Regions from separate parts of the Mus musculus genome. Here regions 1 and 3 are each linked to region 2. Evidence: chromatin contacts called from public ChIA-PET and promoter capture Hi-C data. All regions are on one chromosome and are shown on one strand. Each heading gives the region's core, a stretch centred on a gene start, on an enhancer-like site or on the middle of the called end of the contact. The rest is flanking DNA. Distances are from core to core; before and after follow the strand shown.

Region 1 (3,223 bases), core at 395-2,894, 300 kb after region 2:
GGTGGTTGCTGGTCCTGGGGTGGGGGATGTTGGTCATAGTTTGTTAGTTGCCATGCTCAAAGAAGAAACAAAAGGAAAGAAATTAGGTTCAGGGGTCTCTCTCCCCTTTATCCTTTCTCTCCTATCTAGTGTTAGGAGTAAAACCATGGGGGCGGGAGGGGGGGGGGAAGGGTGGGAGAAAAAAAGAACCCACAACGAATCAAAGACCAGCTGCAGGGTCTTGCTGCCTGGGTGGCCTGGGCCTTTCGCTATAGACCAGACTCAGGGCAGGCCTCCCGCTCTTCCCCGCTGTGCTCCACACAGGCTGCTTGAGTCCAGGTTGCGATCTAGATGTAACCCAGACACGTTTGCTCATTTTTGTGGTGAGGGACATTTGGGCTGTATAGATTCTTGGCTCTTAAGTAAAGGGCTGTGTAGATTGGTTACAGGTTTAACCTCAACGGCACCCCTCCACAGTGCCGGTGATACAAGCCAGGGGCCTTGCACATGCTAGGCTATGCAAAGGTGAGACAGGGTTTTGCCGTGTAGTCAAGACTGGCCTTGAACTGTCTCAGTATCCTTAATGCCTGGATTCCCTATATACCTCCAGGTCAGGTAAGACAGTTCTTTTAATTGCAGTATAATTCACCAGTTTCAAATGTACCACAGATTGGGCAACTGTTGATTATCTACTTGAGAACATTTCTATCATATCTAACAGAACCCCCACACGAGGCATAGCTACTGACCTTGAATAGGGGTCATATTTACATCCGCTTCTTACCTTATGCCACTCAAATGCTTTATTTCTGTTGCCAGCTTACTGGCAGAAATAAGCTTTTTCTGTGAAATGAAAACTGGATGACTGAGTTCAGGACTGTTTATGCTTGCTCATCCCGAGATGTTTCTTCTCCGGGTCCCCCAACCTCACCCTGAATCCCCCACAAGCCAGGGCATGGTATCATGAGCCCTAGAATCCTGACACTGTGGGATGAGAGAATGTGGAATTGACGGACAGCCAGGGCTACACAGAGAAACCCTGTGTCAAAATCCAAAAACCAGAAAAACAGACAAGCAAACCGACAAGAATACCAACAAATGTCATTGAACCTGAATGCCCTTTGCTTTGTAGGTGGTCGAGTGCTGGCGGCCGAGGCTGAGAGGTCCATGCTGTCTCCTAGTGGAAGGTAAGCCATCGTCCCCCCCATACTGTTGTGACCCTGCCCCAGAGTTACTAAAAGCAGAAGGCTGAGGGCCACATCCAGAAGTGCAGGGTGCAGCACTTGGCTGCAAAAGTGTCAATTTTGGTTTTGTTTTAGAAATATTCTCACTTTGTAATAGCCGAGGCTAGCCTCATTTTGGGACACTTGTGCCCCAGCCTCCTAAGAGCTGGAGGCACAGGCGTGATGGGCACGGGAGTGTGGGCTTCAGCTCTGCAGCTGTGCACAGAGCCCTGGGTAGTCGAGGCTGGATGTCGGGGAAGCTGTTGACAGCTGTGCAGGTGGTTCTCACAGACGCACCCCATGATCCACATTTCTTCCTCCTTTCAGTTGTGGCCCCATCAAAGTGAAAACTGAACCCACAGAAGATTCTGGTATGTACTAGTACTCTTAGAAGCTATTATGAACAAAAAGCATTCTCCTTAGCTGAGAAGGTTACAGTTTGAGTGGTTAGTTATTGAGTCATGTTGTGCTGAGCAGACCTGGCTTCTGACGAGCGAGCTTCCTGCCTCAGCCTCGCTACTGCTCATATTAAAGGCGGGACTATACTCAGTTTCACTTAGGAGGGGCCCCTAAGGGTTTCTTTATAATCAGTTAATTTTGTGCATGTGCCTGTTTGTAAATATATGGTATATTCCTATGTTGGGGTGGGAATGGGGTAGGAGGTTGTGTGCCTGTGCCTGCTCCAAGGCCAGAGGAGGCCATCCACTGTCTTCTACTCTAACTCTTCCTTTGAGGCAGGGTCTCTCAGAATTCAGGCCTCGAGCTTGAAAGCTCACTGATCTGTCTCTTGTTTCTGCTTCCCTCCGAGCTGGGCTGCAGGTAATGGCAGGCTTGGTTCACTTGTGATGGGAATTCTGAGATACAAGCTCTGATGCTCAGGATTGTGGGGCAGATGGTTAACCACTGAGCTAGCTCTCTCAAGCTCCCTTGCTGGGGTTGCAGTTGTTGTTTCCTCATGGGGATGATGCTGAACGTTTCTTTCATGAACTTGCCAGTGTGTGTGTGTGTGTGTGTGTGTGTGTGTGTGTGTGTGAGAGAGAGAGAGAGAGAGACAGAGAGGGAGCAGAGTATGCATATGTGGCATGGTGTGCCTGTTGGCATCAGATAACCTCATGTGCTGGTCTGAGCATGTGGCTACTGCAGAAGCTGGGCTGTCTGACCTTCGAGGGCCCAGGAATTCTCTGCCTTCCATCTTGCTGTAGAGAGCTGGTTTACAGACATGCACCACCTTGGCCCGCCTCACTTGGGTCCTGGGAGTTCAGACTGCAGTTCTAGGCTGTGTGGCAAGTGTTTGACCCAGGGAGCCACTTTCCCAGATCCTGTTTTCTCTCTTAACCTGTGCTTACTGTTTTGTTTTTTTTCCATTGTTGAAAGTTCTGCCTATATTTTGGATATAAGTCAGAAATATGGTCTTGCAGATGTTTCTTATGGCCTCTGCTTGGTTTTATATTGTCTTTGAATCTTAAACAAATTTTAGTTTCTGTATTTTCAAGGTTGTGGATTTTTAAAAAAGGTTTTAAAACATTTTTTAAAAAAAATATTTATTTATTTATTTTATGGATATAAGTACTCTGTAGCTGTCTTCAGACACACCAGAAGAGAGCATCAGAACCCATTACAGATGGTTGTGAGCCACCATGTGGTTGCTGGGAATTGAACTCAGGGACCTCTGGAAGAGCAGTCAGTGCTCTTAACCACTGAGCCATGTCTCCAGCTCCCATTTCAAAACGTTTTTTACTCTTTAATTATCATTTTTTTCCTTCCTTTCTCCCTCTCTCCCTCCCTCCTCCCTCCCTCCCTCTCTCCTTCCCTCCCTCCCTCTCTCCCTCTGTCCCTCCCTCCGTCCCTCCCGTGGTGACAGGGTTTCTCCGTATAGTCCTTGCTGTCCTGGAATACATTATGTAGCCCAGGCTGACCTTGGCTTGCCTTTTCTTCTGCAAGTGCTGGGATTAAAGGTGTGCGCTACCTTGTCTGCCTTAATTCATTTAACATTTGTATATTTGAGGTTATAATGTAATTAC
Region 2 (3,405 bases), core at 300-2,799:
TTGACATCATATAACATAACAGCAGCAGAATTGCAGCTATGAAGTAGCAATAAAAATTTTATAGTTGGGGGGGCACCCCAACATGAGGCACTGTATGAAAGGGTCACAGCATTAGGGAAGTTGAGAACCATTGCTCTGGAGAGATAGTTCAGTGAACCGAGGAACCTCTCTGTGGTCTGCTGTCAGAAACCTTACTTTTGATAAAGAAAAACTAGTGCTGGGGTAGCTCCATGCTAGCATGTGGTCTGGCAGCAAGTTCCATGCAAAAACTAAAAGCTCAAAATTCACCTGCAGCCCCTGTCCATAGGCAGAAGACACAGTGGGGTCAGAATTCGTCATTCTCGACTATACAGAAAGTCTGCAGCTAGCTTAGGGTGGTGAGACCTACCGTAACAAAAGTGAAACACACACACACACAGAGTTTTGTTTTGTTAAACAGTGTTTCTATGTGTAGCCCTGGCTGGCCTCCAACTCAGAGAATCACTTGCCTCTGACTTCCAAGTGCTGGGATCAAAGGTGTGTGCCACCACCTGGCTAAAGCTAATAGTTTTTTAAGATGAGATTTTTAAACAAATAAAAAAATATGAGGCCAGGGCTGGAGAGATGGCTCAGCGGTGACGAGCACTGCCCGCTCTTCCAAAGGCCTTGAGCTCAATTCCCATAGTGGTGGCTCACAACCATCCGTGATGGGTTCTGATGCCCTCTTCTGGTGTGTCTGAAGACAGCTACAGTATACTCATATACATAAAATAAATAAAAGCCATTAGCATTGCACTGCATGAGGGCCTATTAGTCACGTTTAAGCATCATTTAGATGAACCTCGAGACACATATTCCTCAATTTCCATAAATAAAAATCTCTACCTTTGCCTGGTGGCTTACACCTGCCATTCCAGTATTTGGGAAGCTGAAGCAGGAGAACTGCAGAAACTTCAAGACCAGCTTGGGCTTCACAGTGAACCCCAGGGCTGTGAATGGGCCTCAGTCCGTAGAGTGCTAGCTTAGCGTGCACGAGGCTCTGTGTTCCATCCCCAGCACTGCTTTACGGAAGTAATGCATGCCCTGTCACCCCAGGATCAACGTTCAAAGTCATCCTTTGCTACGTAGTGAGTTCGAGTCCAGCTTGGGTTACACAGGACACGATCTCAAAAAAAAAAAGAAAGAAAGAAAGAAAAAGAAAAGAAAAGAAAGAAAGAAAAACAGAATATCTAGCTTCAAGAAGGAAAGGGGAAATCTGCGCTCCTGGGGACATCTGCACCTTCTCTGTCCCCTAGACCCAGGTCGAACCCAGGGTTCCTGGAGCTCGGCCCGCCCTCACGTCTACGCGCGCGTTACTATGGCTGCAGGCTCACCACGGCAGCTCGTAGTGGCCGGCGGTCTTGCTGGGGACAGGCGAGGGCTCCTGCGCCCCACTCTCGGATGGGTCACAGCCACTCTCCTGAACCTCCATTCCGGTGGCTGCTCTTCCCGCCACCCGAGGCCCCGCCCCATGCCGCTTTGACGGAAGTCTGGGTCCTGGTTTCCGGGCAACGCCGAGAGGAAAGCGGAAGTGCGTTATAGAGGCGGTGAATCTCTTCCTGCGCCTGCGCAGAGAGCACCGCGTAGCCATCCCTGGCCGCTAGAGGCCGCAGTGATCTCAGGAGCTGGCGTTTGAGAGGCGGGGGGGGGGGGGGGGGAGACATTTTATTATATCTTATTTAATTGTGACATTAAATAAGATAAAATAAAATCATTTCATTTCTTTTTACTTTCATGGACTTTTATTTTTTTTGAGACAGGGTTTCTCTGTGTAGCCCTTGACTGCTCTGAAACTCACTGTGTAGACCAGGCTGGTCTTGATTTCAGAGATCTGCCTGCCTCTATCTCTTGTGTGTGCCACCAATGCCTGGCTAAAATAAGGTTTTTTTTGTTTTGTTTTGGTTTTGGTTTTTCGAGACAGGGTTTCTCTGTGTAGCCCTGGCTGTCCTGGAACTCACTTTGTAGACCAGGCTGGCTTCGAACTCAGAAATCCGCCTGCCTCTGCCTCCCAAGTACTGGGATTAAAGGCGTGGGCCACCACGCCCGGCTAAATAAGTATTTTTAAAGAGATGCTTTCTAGGCCCAGGTTTGGTGGCACAGGTCTTTAATTCCAGTACTTGGGAGCAGAGGCACATGGATCTTTGTAAGTTCAAGGCCAGCCAGAGCTATGTACTATCACAAATTTCAGAGCTATCACAAAAATTAAACAAAAAAACAAAAAAAATACAACAATAACAAAACTAAAGATACTTTCTGGCCAGGTAAAGTAACACACACCTGTCATTCTTTTTTTTTTTTTTTTTTTTTTTTTTTTTTAATCATATGTGAGTACACTGTAGTTGTCTTTAGACACCTCAGAAGAGAGCATCAGATCTCATTATGGATGGCTGTGAGCCACCATGTTGTTGCTGGGACTTGAACTCAAGACCTTTGGAAGAGTAGTCAGTGCTTTTAACCACTGAGCCATCTCTCCAGTCCCACACCTGCCATTCTTACACTACTAACAAGCCGGGCAGGAGGAGAGTGAGTTCTGGGACTAGAAAAGGGAGACTCTGTCTCAACAAAGCAACTACAACAAAAAAAGCTGACATGACACATACCTGTAGCTTCAGCACTTGAAAGACAGATGCCAGCCTGGGGTACATGAGATTCTTAAAGAAATAATAGGGCATGGGTCAGAAGCCTGGGTTCCACCAGTATCAACGAGGAAAAAAAAATGGTTTTCTCCAAGGTGGCATTTTCAAGGTTTAAGGCTGGTGATTTCCAAGCAGGCTCGCCCTACCGTTAGCAACCTCAGCAAACTGCTTATTTTCGTAGTCTGCCTGCCCAGACACATCCCACGGAGTGCCTCTGGTAAGCACAAAGGTTTTTATTTGAACTCTTTGGCTAAACATTAGCAGTTTTTTAATTGCTTTCCTTGCTTTTTGTTATTGTTGCTGTTGAGAAGGTGTCTCTGTAGCCCTGGCTGACCTGGATGTGTGAACCAGGCTGGACTTGAACCAGGGGAGATCCCCCCACCCCTGTCCTTGGAATGCTGAAATTAAAGGCTGTGCCACCACTTCTGGTCATGCTTTGTTGTTGTGTTCCCTCTTTAGCAATAAGAAAACAAGGAGAGAACTTTTACTGATGGGCACAGAGGACGGATTTTATGTCCCTGGATGTGGGGTGACCTTTAAGACCTCAGCTGTGGGTGGCTGATCATTGAGCCTTTCTTTCCTTTGGTTTCTGGTCTGTTGACATTTCCTCAGTGAGCATGTCCCTGCTGACAGCGCTGGGACCTCTTCATCTACAGAGCCACAAGAGACCAGTTGCACCCAACTTGGGTAAGATGTGTCTTATGAATCCCTGAGCAAATGATTGATGGGAGACAGAGACAAGAATGTTCTC
Region 3 (3,174 bases), core at 497-2,996, 310 kb before region 2:
GTCCCAGGCTTGGCAGGAGTTGGGGGGCTCAGCTGCGGACTGCCTCTACCCCTGGGACCCACATGTTCCGCTCAGAGCCGCCAGTCTCTCTCCAGCCCCAGCTCTGGGCTTGGCCCCAGGTGGGGCTTGCCAGAGAGGCGCGGCCCCCTCCCCAGAGCTCTGGCCTGACACAACCTGTTAGGACTTCACGCCTCAGCCTGAAGGCTCCCTGGCTAGACTCTCCACCCAAGCCATGTGATGCCCCTGACCCTGGTGTCCCCAGCAGGTTGCAAAGAGCCCCCTGTATGCCCTTTGAGGTTCCGCAGCAGGACTTAGGGACTGCTATCTATCCACAGGCCTCAGTTAATTGTGGCTGCATAGGCTTGACATTTGACCTCGGCCTCCTATGGCCTCCATGCCTTCCTGCCTCCAAGTCAGGAGGGGATGGGGTTTCCCTCTTGTCTTGTTACCTTTGCTTTCCAATTTCTGTGCCTGGTAGGGTTGGGAGGTTCTACTTGCGCAATTCTTAAAAGTTAAAAAGAAAAGTGAGGTTGAAGGGCTGGAGAGATGGCTCAGAGGTTAAGAGCACTGACTACTTTTCTAGAGGATCTGGGTTCAAATCTCAGCAACCACATGGCAACTCACAGTCATCTGTAACTCCAGTTCCAGGGGATCAGGGACCCTCTTTTGATGTTCCCTGGTAGCAGGCACACATGTGGTGCACAGACATACAAGCGTACATTTATTCATTGGCTGTATTTTGTGTGTATGTGTGTGTGACACACGCAAATGCAGAGGTCAGAGGACAACCTACAACTTTCAGGAGTCAGTTCTCACCATATACCACGTGGGCTCCTTGGTTCTCAAACTTGGTCACCAGTCTTGGTCACAGGCACTTTACCCACTGAGCCAAGTCCCCAGCCTTGGGCAGTTCTGGATATATAGCTTGTTTGGAGAGTATAGCTGCAGCCTTCCTCCCCTGCCCCCCTGCTCAGGGCAGGTTCAGGTCCTGGGCTATGCTGTTAGCAGGAGTTGCTGGTTATGTCTGCAGTGTGACCCTGGGGCTCCTTTTAGAGACCCTCCTGGAAACCTTCTGGAGCCTCTCTGCTTCCACTGCACTACTTCATTCAATCAGTGTGTGTGTGCGTGTGTATGTGTGTGTGCGTGTGTGTATGTGTGTGTGTGTATGAGACAAGCTGGTCTTGAATTTATTCTGTAGCTGAGGATGACCTTGAACTTGTAATCCTGCTGCTTCCAATTCTCAAATGCTGGGATTACAAGCATGAGCTATGTAGACAGTGCTAGGAATCAAACCTAGTGCTTCAGGCATGCCAGGCAAGCGCTCTGCCAATCGAGATACACCCTCAGTTTAAGTTACCTGCGCTCTGAGAGTAACTTATCCTTCCTCTCCACTGGGACTCAGTTTTGGCTGGTCTCTGGCTTATATAGCCCTGGGCAGGTCAGCCTTAGTTCTTACTTCCATCACAGGGCTCAGTTAACATCTGCAACTTAGCATTTGTGGATCTTGAAGCTTCCTTGAACCAGGGATCAGAGTTCTGTAATTAGGGGGTTCTAGAAGGACCCCCCCCCAAGTCTAAATAGAATAGAGAAATTCAAGCCTAGCCTTCAGGTCCCTGTTGCAGCAGCTGGATCCTGCAGCCATTCTTGTTCACAATGTGCACATCTGGGGTGATGTACTCCTCACCCACCCCCAGCCCAGGCTCACATCTGGAGACCAAAGCTGGCTCGCTGGCTAAACACAGAGCATCTGGATGTGAAGAGCTGTTTCTGGGTTAACACGGCCCATCTGGGCCCCTGGCTGCTGCTCCGCCCCGTCTCCACAGCGGAATGCTGGCTGCACATCTGGACGGCTGGAACCCGTGTCCAGCTGGGTCAGGAGCCGTGTCTGCCACCATCACCCCCCCTTCTCTGTCTGCTTGAGGTTGTGGTAGGGGATCTGTATTCAGAGAGTTCCCCAGACTGTCTATAAGGCACTGGTCTCTGGGTTTTGCCTGATGGGCTTACCTTGGCAACAGATTCATCCTAACATACTCTGTACACATGTCCCTTGTCCCAGATTGGTGACAGCTGCCACTCTACACCAGCCCACCCTAGGGAGGGTGTTGGCATGTCTTGAAAGAGCCTCTGGGGCCACTGGAGTGCCTGTCTGCATGCCCTCTCTCAGGGTTCCACCAACTGGAAGGCAAGGGTCTCTGCCTTGGGTCTCTGCCTTGGAGCCCAACTCACGGGAACAACCCTGAGCCTAGCCCTCTACACCAACTTCCATGCTTGGCTAGAGGGAGCCGGTAGTCTTCCCAGAACCCTGCGACTCACATGAGGGCAGCCTGGGTCAAAAAGACAACTAGAGGGAACTGGGCTAGCCTGTGGAAAGGATGACTACCCAAGAGGTGAGGGACCTCCTGACATCGCACAACTGGATTTTTTTTTTCAATGAGAAGGGTCTTTCTCATGTAGCCCAGGCTGGCCTCAAATTCCTTATGTAACTGGGCCTGATTCCCGATCCTCATGTATACTAGGCAAACACACCACTGACCAAGCCACACCTTCCTCAGCCCCTCAACTGACTCACGTTTAGCTCAGTAGCTGATAACTATTTTTTAAAATTACATTTATGTATGTATGTATGTATGTATGTATGTATGTATGTATGTGTGTGCAATGCTTAGTGTACGTGTGGAGGGCAGAGGATCACTTGCAGAGGTCAGTTCTCTCCTTCCACCACATGGGTCCCGGGGGTCAAACTGAGGTCATCTGGCTTGGCAGCAAGCCACTTTAGCTACTGAGCCATCTTGCTTAGGCCCTAACCCTTCAGACTTCAGGCTACCATCAAGAGCTAAAGCACTTGGGACTCCAAAGTTACCACGAAGGGATGGATCCATGTGTCTCTGTCACTAATATGGCAGATGTTATGTTCTGTATTAGCATATATTAAATCCATAGTAATGAGTTTCATTAGGCCATCTTCATATGTATGTGTAATGCATTTTGATTAAAGTCACCCCAACACTGTCTCTTGCCCCCACCTACTCCTGTTGATCCCCCCTCGGATTCCCAACTGGTCCCTCTTCTATTTTCCCACCTCTTATGTGTGTGTGTGTGTGTGTGTGTGTGTGAGACCCTGTGAGTTCAATTCAAGTTGCTTACAGGAGCCTGGTTATTTACCAGAGTGGCTGC

What was found. Promoter capture Hi-C pulls out the DNA fragments that hold promoters and counts their contacts. ChIA-PET counts read pairs in DNA pulled down with a chosen protein or histone mark.
Region 1: a contact with region 2 is called in an RNA polymerase II ChIA-PET map of memory CD8 T cells, with 88 read pairs. The contact joins the enhancer-like site here to the promoter of Rfc2 in region 2. A contact is called at or near these places in 4 of 39 promoter capture datasets (the SN4741 cell line, embryonic stem cells and liver), 1 of 484 Hi-C or Micro-C datasets (embryonic stem cells), 2 of 115 datasets of contacts at active chromatin or transcription factors (embryonic stem cells and memory CD8 T cells) and 3 of 9 other capture datasets (adipose tissue, liver and pancreatic islet).
Region 3: a contact with region 2 is called in a promoter capture Hi-C map of cranial neural crest. The contact joins the enhancer-like site here to the promoter of Rfc2 in region 2. A contact is called at or near these places in 10 of 39 promoter capture datasets (the 3T3-L1 cell line, cranial neural crest, embryonic stem cells and 6 more), 7 of 484 Hi-C or Micro-C datasets (cerebellum, cortical neurons, embryonic stem cells and 3 more), 2 of 115 datasets of contacts at active chromatin or transcription factors (embryonic stem cells and forebrain) and 2 of 9 other capture datasets (adipose tissue and embryonic stem cells).

The regions. Positions count from the first base shown.
Region 1 is chr5:134,281,137-134,284,359 of GRCm38.p6, reverse strand. It overlaps Gtf2i (general transcription factor II I), which reads left to right. Exons shown (of 34, transcript NM_010365.4): 7 at 1,112-1,166; 8 at 1,530-1,573. Among named protein-coding and RNA genes, the nearest start is that of Gtf2i, 32 kb to the left of the region's middle. Within about 2 kb of position 1,644, at least 41 of the 459 cell types and tissues checked have an H3K27ac peak or open chromatin away from gene starts, as enhancers often do. A contact at or near this core is called in memory CD8 T cells, where this site is marked.
Region 2 is chr5:134,580,834-134,584,238 of GRCm38.p6, reverse strand. It overlaps Rfc2 (replication factor C (activator 1) 2), which reads right to left and starts at 1,549. Exons shown (of 11, transcript NM_020022.2): 1 at 1,353-1,549. The coding sequence starts at 1,450.
Region 3 is chr5:134,894,068-134,897,241 of GRCm38.p6, reverse strand. No RefSeq gene overlaps it. Among named protein-coding and RNA genes, the nearest start is that of Tmem270, 11 kb to the left of the region's middle. Within about 2 kb of position 1,746, at least 18 of the 459 cell types and tissues checked have an H3K27ac peak or open chromatin away from gene starts, as enhancers often do.